2 separate regions of the Zea mays genome follow, and region 2 is linked to region 1. Evidence: chromatin contacts called from public Hi-C data. All regions are on one chromosome and are shown on one strand. The core of a region is the stretch at or near the end of the contact, and the rest is flanking DNA. Distances in the headings are between cores, read along the strand shown.

What was found. A called contact is a pair of places that touch in the nucleus more often than the background predicts.
Region 2: a contact with region 1 is called in a Hi-C map of leaf, with 3 times the contacts expected there. The contact joins the promoter of LOC100277894 here to the enhancer-like site in region 1. A contact is called at or near these places in 4 of 25 Hi-C or Micro-C datasets (leaf and seedling).

The regions. Positions count from the first base shown.
Region 1 is chr4:235,321,973-235,327,339 of Zm-B73-REFERENCE-NAM-5.0, forward strand. No RefSeq gene overlaps it. Among protein-coding and RNA genes, the nearest start is that of LOC542145, 29 kb to the right of the region's middle. Within about 2 kb of position 2,384, at least 1 of the 20 cell types and tissues checked has an H3K27ac peak or open chromatin away from gene starts, as enhancers often do. A contact at or near this core is called in leaf, where this site is marked.
Region 2 is chr4:235,357,279-235,362,645 of Zm-B73-REFERENCE-NAM-5.0, forward strand. It overlaps LOC100277894, which reads left to right and starts at 2,036. Exons shown (of 4, transcript NM_001361302.1): 1 at 2,036-2,174; 2 at 2,299-2,486; 3 at 2,597-2,750; 4 at 4,220-4,957. The coding sequence starts at 2,097. The coding sequence ends at 4,447. LOC542145 (potassium channel 3) reads left to right here. Exons shown (of 11, transcript NM_001111770.3): 10 at 1-61; 11 at 172-302. The coding sequence ends at 284.

The sequences.
Region 1 (5,367 bases), core at 1,134-3,633:
TTCTGTGATAAGATGATTTCAAATAAAAAAAATTGTAAATTACAAAGTTTCATTACATTTCAAGACCTACAACTTTTATTTTGGTGGTTTTTCCATCCGAGATAATTTTAAAATTTTAAATTTTAAAATTCAAACATAATTTTGCATGACAAGATGATTTCAAACCAAAACATTGTCAACTACAAAGTTTCAAAACTTTTCAAGACCTACAAATTTTCTGTTGGTGGTTTTTCCATTCGAAGGCGTTTTCAAAATTCAAATTTTAATTTTTTTAAATTCAAACGTAGTTTTCGTTGACAACATGACTTTGAATGAAAATGTTGCCAACTACAAAATTCTATAACTTCTCAAGATCTATAAATTTTATTTTGGTTGTTTGGTCATTTGTTCATCTCACATGATTATTCTAACATTATTCACAAATCTTGTACATCTCTCTTGTAGTTTTATAAACTACGAGAGAGATAGTTTTTATGAATAAATTTACTTTTATTTTATCATATAAAGAAATGATCAAAATATACATTGTACATCTTGATGAGTTATACAAATTTGTATTTGAAAACTTTTTCATTTGAATTAATTTACTACTTTAAAATATGATTTTAAATTGTCTTTGTCTAGTGTTGAAAAAAACACTAGGTAAAGAAGCTCTTTGCCTAGTGTCTACTATAAAACACTCGGCAAAGAAACTCTTTGCCGAGTGTTTTATTTTTGACACTCGACAAAGAGTTGCCAAGTGTTTTTTACTGAGGGTTTTTTCTTGGCACTCGGCAAAGAGCTTTTTTGTCGAGTGCCTGAAAAAACACTCGGCAAATCATTTGACATTCGTCAAAGAGCTGAATTCCGGTAGTGTGTCTGGCTCCTAAAATCTTTCGGACGGAGCCACTCTCTAGTATTGATAAACTTATGAGTGTTGCAGTTACACGAAATGTCCGAATGCTTCGGTATGTGTTAGTAACAGGGTCGATCGGGGCGACCTAGGTAGAGGTCGGTTGGGCTGGTGGCCTGAGCAAGGGCAAACCAGGGTTGGCGGTCGGGGCAAGGGGCTAGCTGAGGTGAGGGGCGAATGTGGCTAGGACACGACAGCCGACACGGGGGCTAAGGTTAGAGCATGGTGGCTAGAGATGGCAATGGGTACAAACCCCCTGGGTTTTGCTATCCCAAACCCGTACCCGTGAAAAATATGTATACCCATTAAAAAACCCGTACCCATGACGGGTTTGAAAATTTGCCCAAACCCGTACCCATCGGGTTAGCGGGTACCCATGGGTTAACCGCAGGTTTTATCTCCAATATGCTTGTTCTTCTCATAATCAATAAGTATGATAATAATTAATGAGATCATGGTCCAAAATTTATGTGATGAACAACAAGTTCATGATTTGGTATAAAAATTATTAGTAGAGAGAATGAAATACAAATAATAAGTTGTATAACCAAGTAACCTTGCACTAAGTTATCCATCCATCACATATATAACGCTAGTAAAAACTATAATAGCAAACAAGCAACACTCTCACCAACTACTTATACATTCACCATTTACTAAAAATTAGGAAGTAAATAGGGAGATAACAAGTTTGTTGTTCGTTTATAAAATAAAATGACAATATATACTAGGTTTGGTCGGGTTTAAAAACCCACAGGTTCACGGGTTTGGATACTGTAGGAACAAACCCGTACCCGTGAACCTGTCGGGTATAAATTTATACCCATTAACAAACTCATGGGTATAAAAATGGACCCAAACCCGTATCCTAATGGAGTAAAAACCCATCGGATTTCGGGTACCCATTGCCATCTCTAATGGTGGCCGATGCAGGATTGGAGTAGGGCGTGCGGGGGAGGGGCAAGACAGCCAAGGGGCTATGGTGGGAGAACTTGGCTATGATATCGGGTGTACCCATTGCCAAACTCGAGGATTTGAAGCCGTCTAACTGGGAGTTATCTCACACGCCGATGCATTGGTGGGAGAACTTGGCTATGTTATCGGGGTGTAGCAGAAAGGGGCTCAGATCATTGCTGATCCTTGTTAATTGGATAATATGGCGAGAAAGGAATGCAAGTACTTTTGATCGCAGGTTTTTGACCAGTCAACAGATCATAACTTTGATTAAGTGCGACGCGGCAGTCTGGATTGCAGTCGGGGCTAGCCAATTAGCTACTCTCTTATCCTCATCAACTTAGTTGGGTTGCTTGTTGTGTTTCTTTTTTTCTTATTTGCTAAGGGATGCTTAGAGAGTATCTGTTGCGTTTGGCATCGCCTGTCTATTGATTTTTTTTTGTTTTAGAGCATTTCTCTTCTTATTAATATATAAGACAGAACTATTGCCTGCTTGTTTAAAAAAAGAGATATGGCTGGTGGGGTCGTTTTCAAGGGGCTCCGATCCCCTACCAGTAGACATCAGATATGACATCACCCCTCGTTCTCTCACGCCCACGGTTCAGCAAAAAATAAATAAATAAACAAACAAACGGTGGATAACTGAAAGTTCACCATCGGTGAACCTCCAGTTCACCCTTCTCCAGCATATACAATGCTTTTGAGTCACATCTAGTACGTACTCCTACCTCCACATCCTGATGAAAGATAACGTCAATTTTAGATGGCCAAAACATGCTTTGTTATAGTTCTAATCGGAAACTTGCAGGATAGCAGGAGCTACCTCCACTGCGAATATTCATATAAAAAATTATATCAAAATACAATGGTCTTCAAATAGAATATTCGTATTAAAACCATAAAATTTAAATATTTAGATAAAACAAGAAAACATTATGACTTTTCTCACAATATACATATAACTTACATTTTCTACCTCTCCTCAACAATCTACACAATATTCTATTAGAGATTGATCTGGATCTAAATAAAATAAACCACATAATTCAAGAAATCTAAGAAAAGCTAGTAACCATTTCAACCATAAAACAAGAGGATAAAATTGCTAACCTTTTTTCACACTTAAGTGAGTGAAAACTTTAACAAAATCTTGAAAAAAGTGGGCCGCATATTTCCTCCTCAAAGCTTATGGCACTAGGAACAAAGCTCCTCTCTGCTCATAGCGTCAACCGCCAGCTCAAGGAGGAAGAATTTATAAAACAAGTACATTAGTATCGGTTAGTATCTCTAACCGATAATAATGACTTAATAATACCATTTAAAGTTTTAATATTACAGAACTCGACCTACGGAGGGTAAGACAACTCCCGGTCATTATATTAAGATAAAAATAACATTCTCACGCAGGTCGAGAAAATCTCTAAATCCATGCCCCACATATATATAACGACACTCATGTGAGAAACGACCACGACCAGGACTGGGCATTAGACATGTGCTTTGGTGTGGGAAAGACGATGGGATTTTTTTAACCATAACCTGAAATTCGTTCCCATGGGAAGTCAAACTCAGGACTTGAAGGGTGCTACTCACACTATCTAACTAACTCGACTAGGGGTCCTCTCGCTCAACATTATAGAACGCCTGGAAATTTTCTGTAACTTATCAACAACTAGAAAAGCACTTCCTAACTTTGTCAACTAGTGAACCATAAGAAAAGTATATCATAGATTAATTATTTAGTTAGAAAATAGAAATAAACGTCAATTAATGTACTGGTAAAGTTCGTTTCCTCTTCCTATAATCTAGATCTGGGTCCACCTTCAAGATATATCAAGTGGGTACCCTCTTAACAAGATGGTTGATTCAGCGGGAAATGGAAACAAGACAACTTATGTTGAAGTGTACAAGTGGATTGCTTACCTTCTCCTAACACCTTAAGCTTTTGAGTTGAACTGGTTAGTACGTCCACTCTAACATGGTATCAAAGGTAGAGGTCTCGAGTTCGAATTCTAGCAGAGGCTTCATTTGTGCCTCCACCCCTTTATTTCTACGTTTACGCCTCTCTCTGGCTACACGTGAGTGTGGGTGTTGAAGTGTATAAGTGAATTGCATACCTTCTCCTAACAGTTTGAGCTTTTGGGTTGAACTAGTTAGTACGTCCACTCTAACAACTTCAAATAAGATTGTATACATCTAAAACATGACAGAAAGCACAATAATAGAGACACTGTCTGCTCAGTCTCTGTGATCCCAAGAAGACATTGAACCCAATCACTGCACTGGCTAAAGGATGAAGTCTGGTGGATGTAAATGCTAGATATGAGAGCACAGAGGCAAGGGTTTAGACCCTGTTTAGATCAACTAAACCTTTTTTATAAGCTACAATAGCTGGACAGAGCCAGCTAATAGCCTTTCATAAGGTGAGTGATTCAATAATTCAAAATGAACTATAAGCTTGCACTACACCAAACCGGTTAACTTTCTAGAGCCTAAACTCTAGGAAGTTAGTCGTAAACTCTCGGAAGTTAGCTAAATCCTCGCGATCCCGTCGGAAGTTAAGCTCTCGGAAAAATTTAGTCGGAAGTTAGTTTAACTTCCTAGAGCCAGCTAGATTCGATCAGCTAAAGCTTTTTTAGCAGCTAGCAACTTATCTTAGTCGATGCAAACATGACCTAGACTTGTTAAAAATCTTGGAATCTACAAACCATTAAATTCACATTAATTAGATGAGATGGCAAAGGGTTGGATTCTCCACATGCCATTACAATGAATCTTTACTTGAACTCAACAACAAAAAAATATACCATGAGATAATAAAACTATGTACAACCTTATTTAATATCCATCTCTTGTAGGGTCTTTAAGGGGTAAGGGTGTTGGAACTTGCTCTCAGCAGCAAGGAGGCCAACAAGGGTGAATGGTGGTGACAACAGGGTTACGTGCTCGGGGGCAATAGCTCTGTTAATCTAGCCTCTCACGGGCACTGTGCGGGGGTATTTATAGGTATCTGAGTGCCCAGCGCCTTGTGCTAAGGACGCATGTGCCCTCGGACACCTAGTTTATCCCCAGAATATTCCCATAAAGCAGGGTTACAAGCTGTACTTACAAGAATGCCTTTACAAACTAGGCCCGTAACACAAAGGCGGCCACGCGGGGCCCGTTACAATGGGCCAGATCACACGTGGGCCTCAGAGCAGGACGAGGCCGTGCTGCAGGACGAGGCCGTGCTGCGGAGAGACGTCTGGTGCTGAATGAAGCGAAGGGTGTCCCTGCCCGTTTTGTCTTCGTCAAACCAGCGACTGCAGCGAAAGGCGACGAGCGAAGGGTGGCGTCTTTGCCTTCGCCCCAACATTTGCCCTCTGAGGGACCAGTTCGACAAAGTCACCTGGTGCCGAAGACGTCGCTAGATGGCGGAGACGCTGCCCTCGCTCGAAGTGGTTCCGCGGGGGTTTTCGATGTGACCGTTGATGGACGGCGTACTGTTGGATTGCGGGTTTCCCGAAGCGCCGCGCCCTGCC
Region 2 (5,367 bases), core at 786-3,285, 35 kb after region 1:
GTACAGAACGGGAAGCTTATCAACCTGCCTGGTTCACTGGACGAGATCTTCGAAATTGGATGTAAGGAAAAGTTTGGAGATTTTGATCATGATTTGGTTATGCATATTTGATAGCATGCAGCTAGGAGATGCACACAGGAATTTATAATAGTTTTTTTCTAACATTTTCAGGCCAGAAGTTTCCGGGTCTCCGCCCTACAAAACTATTCAGTGGAGACTATGCTGAGATAGATGACATTAGTGTTATACGAGATGGTGACCACCTATTCCTTCTTCAGATGTAAAACCAGAATAACATTGAATTAACCTAACGTAACAATAGAGGATTCAAGTCCTCCAATCTGGCAAAAGCAGCAGATTGTAAATCGAGATATGCATGTGGAGATATGAAGAGGAATACCGTTTTACAAATTGTTCTGATCATTTCTGACATTGTATAAATATCTGTTCTTGCATAAGCTGCTATCTCATGCAAAAGTTATGCGAGGCGGTTTCCTGTTTTTTTTTCTTTTATTTGATAAAACAATAGAATCTCCACAAACCGAACTTACGGGGTGTTTGAATGCATTAGAGCTAATAGTTAGTGTTTAAAATTAGTTGGAGACATACAAACAACCTAACTAATAGTTTAACTATTAACTATTTTTAGTAAATTAGTTAATAGTTTGCTAGTTAATTCCATTAGTAATTTTTTAGATAACTAAATAAAGGTGAGACAATAAAAACACCAGTAATGGGGAATTAACCACTAATGCAGTATCATGGCATAAAATGAAAGCTTGTGATTCAGAACTATGAGAAACATCCTGAGATGAAATGTCTAGAAAGGATTGTCTTTATGCAGCCTACAGGCCAGCAGGGGTTTGATTGTCAACAAATCTAAACAAGGTCATGTTAGGGAGGACATCATGACTTACTCTTGTTCCCCTTTTTCGGCACCAATGGCAAATCTCAAACAAAGCATTTCAAAGAGTTTAGCGATGCAGAGCGGGTGTTTTAGTAGAGCTTTTTTTTTTTGCTATTATAAATTTCATTCCAAGCGGCTTCTACGTAATAGTCCCTACAATTTGGAATTCGATAAAACAGTCTTTTCTACCGCGTTCAACCGTTACAATAGAATTATTAGTCAATTTAAACTATTTTTTCTCTTTTATGTTTTTAGCCACGTGAACAGACCATTTTGCCCCTGCTCTGTTTTAAGTTGCCTAATAATTCTATTGTGACGGTTGAACACGGTAGAAAGGGTCATTTTAAGGGGGTGTTTGGTTAGAGGGACTAAAGATTAGTCTCTAGTTTTTAGTCTCATTTAGTCCCTTTTTTGTCAAACACTAGGACTAAAATATGGACTAAAATGATTTAGTCTTTAGTCCTTCACATATGTGCTAAAATGGACTAAATCATATTAATTACACATTTACCCCTCATTTAGTTCAATTATACTAATAGCAGGAGAATGTTAAGAGTCATTTTAGTCTTCTTATGAGTCATTTAGTATATTCTTAGTATTTTTAGCCTCTAAAACCAAAAATGTTATGGACTAAATTTTAGTCCCTAAACTAAAGAAACCAAACATGACCTAACTAATCACAAATTGTTGCGACTATTATGTCGAAGCCGCTTAGAATGTGGTTTATAATAGCAAAAATACGCGTCTTAGTAATAGCTGGTCTAAGATGTCTCCATGCTGTTATTACAAAGAAAAATCAATATTTCTACCTCACTCATGAATGGGAAAAATAACTAGTAGCTAATTTACTAAAAATAGCTAATAACTGAATTATTAGCTAGAGTTTAGATGTCGCTAACTAATTTTAGCCATTAATTATTATCTCTAGAGCATTCAAAATTTGATAATTATTTAAAATGAAAATAGATAATTAGAAAAGAAATAGAAATTCTCTTGAAGGTTTTTTAGTTGTAGAGATAGAAAAGTCTTAGAATTGTTGATAGAGATATTATTTAAAATAAAAGTTGTATGTAGACAGTCTCTGATCGTGAGCGTCCGTTTCTGTCCAGACGGTCAAGCCGCGAACATTTCCCGCCCAATCAAACCCAAACCACCGCTCACCTCCGCTGACGGCCGCCAGCCCGCCACGATGGAGCTCTCCGCCGCCTTCGAGGAACGCGTCCGGCAGATGGAGGACGCCCGCAACCAACGCCTCGCCCTCCTCAACGTCTCCTACGACGCTCCCCTCCTCATCTCGAATTCCTTCATCTGCCTCCTCCCCGAAACCCTCCAAACCCTGACTCCGTGGCCTCACCGCGGCGCCCCTTTCCTCCCCTTGCCTTGATGCGCAGGCGGAGAAGGAGACCCAGGCCGCCAAGTCCCGTATTCTCTCGGCCAAGCTCGCCGCCACGCGCCGACTCGAGTGCCGCCGTCTCCTCCTCGAGCGCCGCGCCGCCGACCTCGCCTTCCGCGCCCTCGCCGCCCGCGCCGACATCGACGCCGCCCGCGCGCGCCGCCTCCTTGTCGCCCGCGACCTCAGGTAGCCAAAAGGCAGCCCATCTCACTTTCTCTCCCTCCACCCTGAAACAACTCAGGGCATTTCGTTTTTGGTTAATCTGCATGCTCTAATCGGGCGCGCAGCTCGGTAAGGGGTGAGATCGAGGAGGCTGAGAGGAGGGAACAAGGCTGGGACCGCTTCTACGAGGCCAAGAGGAAGGACATGGAGGAGTTCCAGACGGAGTCGCGGCGGTTCGAGGCGGAGACTCGCGAGGAAGTGCAGAGGCTGAGGGATTTGGTATCTCGAGTATGGTCCCCATACTTTACATCCATAAACTATTATCTATTGAGCTCATCACAGATTCACAGTTCAGCCTGGTTGCAACTAGTTGCTTGGCATCTGGGTGAAACTGGTAAATCGTTACTAATTCTGTTCGCTTGGGCTTGCTCAGATCAACCGGCAATAATAGGGTATAGGGCAGATGTGTTTAATATGCTTTGGTCTGATCTATACACTAGCCCGTCTTCTCGTCTAAAAACTAGCCAGTAGCCTGTAGTTTGTTGATTGATCTTTGTTGGCCTGCCCGATGGAAGGGACCACATGGGAAGCTGGAAGCTAGCTCTTGCCATCTAGTCAAATTGTTGCCTTGCCATTTAGTCAAATTGTTGCCTTGCCATTTCATTGCATTTCAGATGGACCGGATCAATGCGGGTGATAAATTCTTGGGCCATGGTTGTTGCCTCCTGAGAAGGATTTGAATTATTGTCAAGCCTGTGTTGGTCCGAACAAACATTGTGGCTTCACTATGCAAACAGAGCGAAAAAGAGCATGGTTATGAGTTATGACTTATGTGATGATCAGTAAAGGCTAACATGTATTTTATTTGGTCTATCCCTTACTAAATTATATGAACATTAACAGGTATGTCTTATGAACTTATGGTGTCAAATGATCTTCTGATAGATTCTAATGTATCTCTTATATGTGTGATGTTATCATCGAGAAGGATAGGGCGCTATTTATGGTTGTACTTGGATCATAAAGTTATTGTCGATACTAGATCTGTAAAAAGGAACGTTGCTGGGTAATTTTGTTCTATTTGCCCTAGGTAGCAAGAAATAGATGTTCATGGGAGCTGTGTGTGTACACACACATACATATATAACATCTTGGTGGATTCTCTGTCAGTCTACCTTATCATAGTAGCTATAACTTTACTCGCTGGATGCATGAAAACAATTCATGGAGAGTCATGGATCTTGGTCCGCACATGACCATTAACTTCACAAGCATCCAAATAACATTTATATGAATTTAAAAGACGGCCTGTCCAAATAACATTAATATGTATTTAAAAGATGAGCTATTCTTGTATATAAGAGTCTGCTCTCCTAAGAAATTTTTGATCGGGTCCATCTTGTTAGGTTTGCAGTGCAATAATTGAGCACAGCAGCGAGGAACTATCCCAAATGGCACACAGCTCAAGATCTACTGACCTGAGCCAACGAATAAAGAGCCATTGATCAAGATCCCACCAAGCACTTACACCTACATTGTTATTATTATTATTATTATTATTATTATTATTATTATTATTATTATTATTATTATTATTATTATTATTATTATTATTATTATTATTATTATTATTATTATTATTATTATTTGCATTGTTTGTGTCGCTGTGCATTCATATAGGACCGAATTACTGTTCTGCTGATGTTGTGAATTTGCATCTGCTTCTAATTAACGGACGGTTCCTGTAACTACTACAGCTGAAATCTACACTGCAAGAGCTGCAGAGCAGCGAGATGTACTCGAACAACACGGAGATTGCTGCTGCAGAAGCTAGGAAGTCCGACCTGACTGCTAAGAAGGCAAAGATGGAGGAGAGCCTGGCTTCAGCCCGCCAGTTCAGAGCGCTGCTTCAGCAGCAGCTCCAGAAAGCCTTTCAGTCACAGGTGGACGATGGGGATCAAGAGGCAGCTCAAGCTACCATTTGAACTTGAAGTGCTACTTCAGGTCCAATCGTGCGTAAGGAAAGCGAGCGAGGGCGCCTGCATCGGTACGCCCGGTGACTTCTTTCGGTTTCATGCTTGACGCATTGCATCGGTTGTACAGGTGGAAGAAATCTGGCAGGGTCCAAGAAACACCGAATGTCTTTTTTGGTTGTTCGCCGAAGAACACCGTATGGCACTTCTTTCACGGCAATGGAAGCATGTTTCTCAATTGTTACCTGGTAGGCTGGTACTATAGCTTCATTGCGACGCTTGACCAGAACTCATCAGGCAGGAGGCATGTGCCTTCGCCATATGCAGCAAGTGCAATGTACTCATCGCATTTGCTTCAGGATCTTTGGCGAAGCGTGAGCCTTTTTCACCCAGCTAGCGGACTGGATTGGTACTGACACTGCAAAGTGTTCATTAATGTGTAGGGCTAGTCACCCTCATTTGCATATTTGCATGCAGCCGAGAGGCAAAGTGGACGCTTTAGGGTTTGTGCCTCCTCTCCAACTACTCTCGCACTTGTACCATCTCGTTAAATGCTGCTGCATGAGGAAGCTTTTCTTGCTATGTCAGGTGAATCGTCCGTGCATTGTAGAACAGCGAAATACGGCTGTAATTCGTAAATTCTTGGAAATAAATATCGTGTCAGTGGCTGGATATCGAAAAAAATCACAGAGCACAGTTGTGAGAGGATCGTGATGTTGAGAGGGGGTGAATAGAGTTTCTGAAAGTGAAATGGGCTTTAAGCCATTTTTTATTGATTTTGGTGTTTGTGACAATCACAACTTAATAAACTGGCTGGTTTGCTAAGTGGATGGTTGCAGGTTCATAAGAGTGAGAATAAATGTTTCAATACGAAAAACAATTCAAACTCAGTTAGAAAGAGCATAATTTGGAAAAAGAAGAACCTTACGTGG